Linked DNA regions of Drosophila melanogaster: region 2 is linked to region 1. A link is a contact called in public Hi-C data. All regions are on one chromosome and are shown on one strand. The core of a region is the stretch at or near the end of the contact, and the rest is flanking DNA. Distances in the headings are between cores, read along the strand shown. Region 1 holds the start of Tgi (Tondu-domain-containing Growth Inhibitor). Region 2 holds the start of mop (myopic).

Region 1 (4,923 bases), core at 1,169-3,668:
TGTGCTTATCGTTGCTACCCCCATTATAAATTGTGCAATTACCCGGAGAGCATGCCTAATCAAATTGCCTTTTTGTTTAACAATTATACACATATTTGCGATCCAGCGCACTGAATACCATACCACAACTATATGCCACTCACTCTCTGCCGGCCATTTCTTTGGCATGTCACGCGGTTTGCCGCTCTGGGTGGTGTGCCATGGTGTGTCGCATGGTGGGCAGAGAATGCAAATTGCAAATATACATATAAAAGATATGTCGCCAGTACAGAAATATGCACTACGGACGAACAAATGAACGAACGAATGCCCCATCCACAGCCACATCAAGTCGACAATTCGTGCTCGTCAGCCGCAGTGGCACTACGAAAACGACTGGCTGACTGGCTGGCTGGCTGGCTATTATTGATAAGGGGTCCCCGGGTCCGGTGGCCGACGATACTTCACATATGCCAACCGCTCGACTGCCGCTCTCTGCCATCGAAAATGCGGCATTTGACACATTTATGAAAATCGGAATCGGAATGCGCCGCAAACTCATTTTGTTGGAATGTTTTGTTGTCGTTTTTTTGTACGAAAATAAAACATTTCTCGGATTCGTCGAGTGTTTATGCGTTCGCACAGTGTTCGCGGCCAGGAATCCGCTTGCGTCCATTGTCGCACTCATCGATGTCGCCGGGTGGGTAGAATTTCGGAAGAAACTGTCTGACTGGGGGATCGCGGTTACAAAGAGGAAGATGTCAGCCGGAAAGGGGGCACTGTTGCAATCGTGAATCATGACTGGAGCACGCAGAAGGGTCTGCGACTGGATACACTGAGAGGAGTTAGAGCCCAATAGCAAATCTGAATTCAAAGATTAAATGTAATATGGCAAAATGTGATAACAAACAGCACCTCTGATTGGTAGCATACGAAGTATGTGAATAATAATCAGATTACATTTGGGAATTCATTAACTAGGCATGAAATCGTTTGCAAAACGTTTTGTTACATTTTGTTTCTTTATATAATGTGACTTTGATAGTCTAGAATATAATGATGTTTTTATGTAAGCAAAAATCTTGACATCTATTAAGACTTATCAGTTTAGCAGACTTGTAGAGTTTTCCAAGTTCATTCACATTAAATCCATTCAGAAATTATTTTAAATTTGTAAAGAGCTACTACTAATTTGAATCACTGCTTTACATTCCCATGAATGTTTTAGACGCAAGATGTTCATATTACTGGGCATTTCTTTCTGTGTCTGACACATTGTTGAAATACTTTCCGAGTCTTCTTGGCTCAAAGGTGAAAGCCATAAAAGAGCTGTGTATAACCCCCACCCCCACTGCCCCGTTTGGGTTGAGTACATCAGGGCATGTTGTTGGCCAAGTTGAAATCATAAAAATTGTCGACTCTTTTTAAACGGAATTGGTTAATGGCTCCAGTTGGTGTTTTTTTGTTGGTCTGTAAGTCTGGGTCGGATCGGTTTGTTCACTTACCGCTGGGATTGTTTTGCACCATGGTCGCCGCTCTAGAGAGTACATCCAGCGCCGTTTCCATGATGATCTCAACGCTTCTACGTGGGATTGGACGTGGATTTGGAGTTGGACTTGGACTTGGTTTCGCTGCTCCTGCACCGACTCGATCTGCACCGCATGAGTTTCACACTGAAAATGCAAAGAAATTGACCATGAACAGCCGCACCACACACACTTAAGCCGCACACACATCTCTCTCGTATGTGTGCCTTACAATATATACACCGAGATATCCAAGTGAAAAACTGGATATATCGCCCGAGCCTGGCATTGGCATATATGTAAATGGAACAAAACCAAAACCAAAGCCAAAACCAAACCAAAGCGAACAAAGACTGACTGCCTGACTGGCTGACTTGAAACAAGTAAGACGAAGGCGAAATCCTGCTGCCAAACAGTTGCCATCTGATCGGAAAGCTGTGGAAGTGGATGCTGATGAGGGGACATGCACGGTGGCGGGGCGGTGAGGGGCCACGATGCACTTGGGACTGGTTTTTTTCGGAGGCCCCAAGACCAAGAGTTCGGGGGCTGCTCCGTTGAATATTTCGGCAATGACCAAAGTACAGCAGCCAGAGCCATATTGTTGCTAGCCAGTCAGCCAACCATACAGCCAGCCAGCATCCGACGTCTAGTTTCCACATTAATATACGTAAATATCAGGCCACAACAGTGGAGCCACTTTACCTTTCGCCAGGTGTGCGCCTTCAAATCCTCGCTGGAATCCTGCTCCTCAGCTGTACGGCGATTTATCCTCGCTAATTTTCACCGACTTTTCACGATTTGCGCTGGGAAAAGCGGGGGTTCGATGATTTTTGGTATAATTGCAATAATAGTTCAGTTCGCGTTAGAGCTGGAAGATACGTCGATGTAACATCGATGGCCAAAGTCATCAGTCTGTATTCACATCGATATTTGCTCAGCCTTACCAACACTAATATTGTTCAGCGGTGACTTAAGCCCACATATAACATTAGCGTTGACTCGAACCATTTTTAGAAAACTTAATGTACAAACAATGTAAACATACCTAACAACCTAAAACATATTATTTGTCAATAGTATTTGCAAAGTATATTATAAGCAAATATAAAGGTTATGATATGAATAAACACCATATACCAGTTTTTTCCATTGGATAGAGATACAAAAAAGTTGAATAAAATATAAAAACGAAAAATGTTCGTATGTGTGATTATTAAAAAAGAAGATAATGCTTATATATATAGTTGAAACTTTACGACTAACACCTATAAGAAAAACGATAAAGTAAATCAAAGCCTATTAGACGAGGTACACGTTACTAGATACGTTCTAAAACCTCTGTTATTTAATTTCAATTTTACAAGTAAAAACCATCGATAGCGGCACAGTGGCAACATTGAAAGTATCGATTAGACATCGCCTGTTGTCCCAGCTCTAGTTTGTTGTTGCAAAAAAAGTGTGTGGGTCGCCGCCAGCGATCGAATATTTTAAAATTCCAATCAAATTGGTTAATTGGGGAGTTGCAATTGCTTGAGCGTTAAGTTAAACCTATTTCTGCACGCATAACTCGAAGGATTAAGGTGGAAAAGTGGAATTTGGAAAGCCGCTGGAAATTCGCACATACTGGAAAATCAATCACCCACTATCCCATTGTTCTGCTTGTGTTTGTGTACGTCTGTGTGCCTTTGTGAGGCGGCTGCACTTAATTAAAATTTAAGACAAGACAACCCAAGCAAATTTGGAGTCTTCGCGAGGCGTTGGCTTTCACTTGACGAAGAGGGCACCCCGATAAGGCGACCCAGTGAAAGCTGGCCAAGATCTCGCTGCTCAAGGTCGTTGTCAGTCTGGAATTATGGCCGTCAGCTTCGAGAAGAATCGGGCGCAAATAGTGGCCGCCTGGAAGGATGTGCTGGACGATAAGAGCGACACGAACTGGTCCCTCTTTGGCTACGAGGGTCAGACCAACGAGCTGAAGGTGGTGGCCACCGGCGATGGCGGCGTGGATGAGCTAAACGAAGACCTAAATAGCGGCAAGATTATGTACGCCTTCGTCCGAATCGAAGACCCCAAAACGGGCCTCAACAAGTACTTGCTCATCAACTGGCAGGTGAGTCCGACGGCGCCCTTATCTAATCGAGCTACGCATAATCTGACTGTGCTCCCATTCAGGGCGAGGGCGCACCTGTTCTACGCAAGGGTACCTGCGCCAACCACATACGTGATGTGAGTAATTTGCTGTCCGGCGCTCACCTTACCATCAATGCCCGGAACGAGGACGATATTGACTTGGATCGGCTTCTCAAGAAGCTGAGCACCGTGAGCTCAGCCTACAGCTTTAAGGAACCTCGAGGCGCCATGGAGGAGCAGAAGGCGCCGGTGGGAACCAACTATACTCGGGTCATTCCCACCAAGGAGTTAAACGCCAGCGTTATGCAGGACTTCTGGAAAAAGGAGGAGGCCGAGGAGAAATTGCGACAGGAGGCAGAGAAGGAATCCAAGCGGCTTGAGCTTCAAAAGTTGGAGCAGGAGCAACGTAGTCGCGAGGAGAAGGAGCACAAGGAGCGGGAGAAGTTGGTCATAAGCACCACCAAGCTCCAGCCGGCCCACGTACCCATCAAAACGTAAACAAAAACATCGGAATTTGACCTTCTCGGTAGTAAAAATTCTTTTTTTATCAAACAGGTCACCGCAACCTTTGAGCCCTGAGAAAACTGCACCAGGATTTGCCAACAATCTGACCGATGCGGAGCGCATGCGTCAGGCGAGGAACCAGGAGGCCCGCGAATTGATTGGCTCTCGTGTGGGTGCTGCCAAGGCCATGTTTACAAAGCACACGAGCGAGGGACAACTTCAGTCTAAGTGCGTCCTTGCCCCTCTCCTATTTTGTTGTATCAGAAATAAACTGCTCTTTTGATTCATAGACTAAATACGCAACCGCCGGCCAAACCAGCTCGCAACTCGATTGCCCAGCGCATCAACGTTTTCAACCAAAACCAGCCTCAAGATGCACCTGTGCCTTCACCACCACGCGCTGCGTCCCCTGCCAAACCGTTGCCTGTAGAGGCTCCCGAACCAGTAGTCCCCGCTCCAGCTATAGCTCCTGCTGCTCCCGTGGCTGCCGAGGTTGTTTCCACAATAGCGGAGGTGGAGGAGTCGCAACCGGTAGACGATTTGCCACTGGCCCATGAGAGCGAACAGTTCTCGACTATCAAGCGATCACCCCATAGTAAATCGAACTCGCTGCAGTCTCAGTCGCCCGACGAGACCACCTCTTCCAATGAAACAGACACCGCTGTTTCCCAGGAACAGGAAGAGGAGGTCCGCACCAAGGTGTCAGTCACCGTGCAGCAGTCGCAATCGGTCAAGTCGAGCGGCATGAGCACACTCGAAAGGAATGCATGTACGTAAACCATAGCTA
Region 2 (4,923 bases), core at 848-3,347, 1.3 Mb before region 1:
ATATCGAACAAGCCAATAAGGGTCTGGCCAACTGGATTTTCAAGCATCGCGGCATTAAGCTGCTTTCCCTACCAGCCACAGTGCCCATGGACTTTCTGCTGGCCACCATTTCAAAGTAGGTTCCCATCTCTCATTGTTGGAATATTGCATATTTAACTATCATTTCTATTTGATCTATATTTAGAATATCAGCACTGACGCCCAAACTTACCAAGCAGGCCAGAGTAATGGTGGAGGACTTAATTTTGCAGTTGAACCACGCCATGCGGATACGACTGCTAAATAAATTCACGGTAAGTTAATTAGGTACCTGTCTTGTGATCATTTGCTTAAGTAATCAATTGAAGTGCATTAAGGCTGTCGCTCACATTTTCATAAATTTGTTTTATTTAGAATTGACGGCTGGCAATGAATTTGAATATGAAATGAATTATACTAACGAATGTGTTTTTATTGCAGCTCTATGACCAGCCTCACTTCGATGCCACAGGACTTCTTCATTCCAGCCGCTTATATGGACCCCGTGTTTCAATCCTTGTGGATGAATGGTAAGTTAAGCAGTAGGATTAATCCTCCAAGGAAGCGTTTAACTAATCGTGCCGTTCTTTTGGTTTTCAGTGGAGCCACACCGCTAGAGGACGATGTCGACAACTTTGAGCATGTCCTCAAGATGACCACGCACAACGACGCTCTATATGCCTATTACTATACTGACAGCAACACGAACAAGGTGAAAGTAACCGAGATCTTTGACTTTGACGAAATAACGGAGCACGACAAGCTGGCCACCGATCTGCAGATCTACGAAGGCTCTGTCGAAGATCACCCCAATCCCCACCAGCACAGCCACAATACGGTGGTCAGCGAATGGAATGGCGTCGAATCAGGTTGGTATTTGTGAAACGACCGCACTTTCAATTCAAAAATCACATCATTACGTAGAGAAATCGTATCATTTGAATCAACACCAAACATTTTTTGCAGTACAAGTAATGCCCACGACTCCTGAACTACACGACGTAGCCTTTTAAAGCACTTACAAACTAAACGACTATAAATGCACCTCCATAACCCTTCACCCACTCAAGCATTAAGTCCAAATTTTAAATCGTTGGCGCAGGTAAATGATCTAAATTTGCAATCACTCCCCCGTATATTCCCATAACAAAATTTCATTTTATATAGTTCGCTCTTATGAATGGTTAAACTAAACTCTGTCTTACTTTCTCATGCTCCACAGACTTCTTCATCGATGCGCATACACCAAATGTGGAGGATAGTAAAACATCAGCGCCACAATTCTCCCGCCTGGACCTGGAGACCGAGTCGGATGCTAGTGTGCTAAGTGATCCCGAGGTTGATCAGACTTTTAGCTCCACGGCCTCCACGCACAGCAGCGACATGTATATAGAAATTGAGGGGTAATTAGTAATGGGGAGGGGGCAATCCTCTTAGGAACTGTATCGAAACATCTCCAAAGCGGCTCGTAGCAAAGCGAAAAGCCTAGTAGCGTTTCCATTAGTCTAAATTAGTCTTAGTACGACCAACGTATGTACCTAACTTAACTTAGCCGTATGCTGCCATTGTATCATCGTCAGTTTGTAAGCGGCAATTAGCTAATAATTGCATTCTTGTTATTAGTCACCCTCACACGACTTGTATTACATCCAAATCCCCATCTGTGTTTAGCCTAAGTTGATAATGTATAAACAATAAAAAAAATAAACAACAAATATTTACAGAATGTCTGGTTGCGCATTTACTATTAATAAAATAACTAATTGTGATTAATGGGGAATTCAAGGAAGGAAAAAAAAAAACAAACAAAAATATGGTGCGCTTCGTCACTATGTAAACTGTCGTTCACAGTGATATATATGCAGTGCACTTCTTTCATCCATCTATAACAATTTATATAAATTGTTAGACATTCGCATTCGTAATATCAAATTTTTTAAATTTCATTTTCTTTATAAAATTTAATCGGCATAAAAATTTAATACTTCTGGAAAAGAATACCGTTCTAAAAAGTATCGATGCCAATGAATGGAATACCCCCTACGCACCTGCCATTTTTAGTGCATATTTCCAGAAAGCTGAAACGGCCACACTGCAACATTTTTCATAAAACAATCTTGTTTTGATATTGGTAAATTAATTGCCAGCAATTAGTTTAAATTGTGTGTAAAATAAAAGGCCAACTGGGCAGGCAACAAGTAAACTAATCACCATGGAGGCGGTGCCCCGTTTGCATATGCTCTGGTTCGCCCTAAAATCGAGTCCCGAGGGAACCTCCTTTGCGGCTTTGAAAAAGGTAAAAGGAAGAGAGTGCGAAAGGGGGAGTGAAATAATTAAGAGAGCCAGCAAAACAAAGAGGAGACAACTTGGTGAAACGGAATTATCGGTCAAATTGGGAAAATGCGTTGCTTATTGGATTCATATTGGAATCGAAATTCCCATTCTCACCATGCCATTTGCTCCATTGCATTTTCCGTTTTCACCAACTTTTAAGCCCCCTTTGTCTGGCGGCTGAGTCATCGTCGTCATCTGATTAAATTGGCAAACAAATAAAAAGTTATAAGCAAACACTGGCAGTTTGTTGGGTTATTGCACTTAATTCCCCATGAAAACCCATTTACCCTAAAATATATTCTTGTTTTCCTACACTAAACTCCATAACAAAAATCCAACTTAAAACATTTCACGTTTTACTTCCAGTACATCGCGGAATTTTATCATGAAGATCCAGAGGCTTACTCCAAAGAGGTCCATGCCCTGGAGACTTTGCGCAACCAGGCCATGCACACCACGAAAGATGGAGCGCCGGTGATGAAACGCTACTATTGCCAGCTACACGCCCTTCAGAATCGATTTCCACAGCTGGCGGATCGCGGAATCTTCACCTTTAAATGGAAGGATCTCTATCACAGTGCCGTTCACGAGGTCACTGATCTGCGATTCGAACGGGCTGCGGTGCTGTTCAACATTGCCGCATTGCACACTCAGTCCGGAGCGTCGGTGACCCGTGGCGATGTGGATGGAATGAAGATGGCCTGCACTCACTTCCAGGCGGCTGCTTGGGCCTATGGAGAGCTGAGAGAACGCTATGCCAATGTCAATGGCGGAGGGGATTTTATGACCCCAGAGCTGCTGGTCTTTCAGCAACAGGTGTGCTTTGCCCAAGCTCAGGAATGCATACTCGAGAAGTCGCTAATCGACAATAGGAAACCGCATATTGTGGCCAAAGTGACGGCGCAGATTGTGGTTTACTATGGAGCTGCACTGGCTGCTCTTCTTACGGGAGGAGATGATGGTCCAGTGGCTCAAGTCATCGATAGTTCTGTGTACAAACTGTGGAAGAAGTACGTTCGCTTCAAGATCAACTATCTCACCTGCATATTGTACCTATACCAGGGCCAACATTCCGAGGAGAAGCGTCAGATGGGCGAAAGGGTGACGCTCTACCAGGTAACTATAACATTTTGAGCTCTATTTAAAGGAAAGGTTTAAATGCTTACTTTATATTCCTTTCAGGCTTCCTGGGACAAACTGGAGGAGGCGCGCAAAGAGTCCAAGGGCCTTCCTGACCAGCGGGAAATCAATGAATCCCTCAGCTTCACCGCTGATGTGGTGGAAGCAAAGCGCAAAAATGCCAAAAACGAAAATGAGTTCATTTACCATGAGGCGGTGCCCGAATTGTCCACCATTGCAGCCGTCCAAGGTGCCAATTTGGTCAATGGGATTGGCTTTCAAGTAAGCGACGAGGAGCACGCGGGTCCAGACATCTTTGCCAGATTAGTGCCCATGAAGGCCCACGAAGCCAGCTCGTTGTACAGCGAAGAGAAAGCCAAACTTTTGCGTAAGTACGGAGCTCTGCTGGAGGAGAAGGACACCCAACTGGAGTCGTACATGAGCTCCCTCACCCTGGATAATCTGAATATCAACGAGGAGCAAGCCAATAAGTTGCCCCAGGGCATCGTGGATCGCTGTGCCGCCTTAAATGCAAACAAGACTGCTATCAGCGATCTTGTAGAGGCCATGTCTCAGCTGGCTGAGATTACAGCCGATGTGGAGACCAACCTGGGCGAGATTTCAAGCATGCTGGAGGCAGAAGCCAAAGCGGAGCGAGAGTTCCAATCCGCCACCGGCGTTCAACGAACACCAAATGCCCACATTACCGAGTTATCGCGAGAGTTCCAGAAATACAGTGAAGCCCATGCACGGGCAGGGGAATCCAATAATACCTTGCGGAAAGCCATGAGCCTGCACGTAAATAATCTAAAGATCCTGGCCAGACCATTGCCTGAGATTCAGCAACTGATGCCCAAACTAAGTTCGGAACTGAATACCACCGAAATTTTCAGGGATGTGAAGCTCATCCTCAACAAAGTCAACGAAATGAAGGCGCAACGTGCTCAGTTTCATGCGGATTTGAGGATAGCCATCAATGAGGATGATATCACTGGCAAAGTAATTGCCCACGGTGGACAGGAGGGCCTCCAAGCTTTATTTGCAACCGAGCTGGGCAAGCACGACAAGATCACCGAACTTCTCGATCAGAATATGGTGGCTCAAGGTAATATTCTGCAAGCTCTAACTGAAAACTATGCCAAGGCGGCACCAGTTTTGAAAACGCTCCAGGACGTGAAGCAGAAACGGGAGCACTTTTACAGCTCGCTAGCTGCATCCTATGATGTTTATGAGGATCTGCTGGCCAAATCCGCCAAGGGCTTGGAATTCTACAAGAAACTAGCCGGAAATGTACAGAAGCTACTTACCAGATTTCGATCCGCCAGGGATGTACAGTCCGAAGAGCGCCAGCAAAGGATGCAGAGCGTTAAGGCCGCAACAACTCCAGTTGTCAGCAAACCAATAGCGGAAACTACGCCTGTGCCAGCGGTGAGCAGCACCCCCAAATTAAGG

What was found. A called contact is a pair of places that touch in the nucleus more often than the background predicts.
Region 2: a contact with region 1 is called in a Hi-C map of the Kc167 cell line, with 2.3 times the contacts expected there. A contact is called at or near these places in 3 of 107 Hi-C or Micro-C datasets (the Kc167 cell line, cellular blastoderm embryo and wing imaginal disc).

The regions. Positions count from the first base shown.
Region 1 is chr3L:13,484,292-13,489,214 of dm6, reverse strand. Tgi (Tondu-domain-containing Growth Inhibitor) reads right to left here and starts at 2,418. Exons shown (of 4, transcript NM_140401.2): 1 at 2,208-2,418; 2 at 1,485-1,652. The coding sequence starts at 1,545. Abp1 (Actin binding protein 1) reads left to right here and starts at 2,935. Exons shown (of 5, transcript NM_140400.2): 1 at 2,935-3,612; 2 at 3,675-4,126; 3 at 4,188-4,364; 4 at 4,427-4,905. The coding sequence starts at 3,358.
Region 2 is chr3L:14,773,303-14,778,225 of dm6, reverse strand. mop (myopic) reads left to right here and starts at 2,097. Exons shown (of 9, transcript NM_140465.3): 1 at 2,097-2,314; 2 at 2,719-3,468; 3 at 3,535-4,923. The coding sequence starts at 2,231. It overlaps bmm (brummer), which reads left to right. Exons shown (of 8, transcript NM_140466.2): 3 at 1-115; 4 at 185-293; 5 at 460-548; 6 at 619-887; 7 at 985-1,120; 8 at 1,241-1,730. The coding sequence ends at 1,031.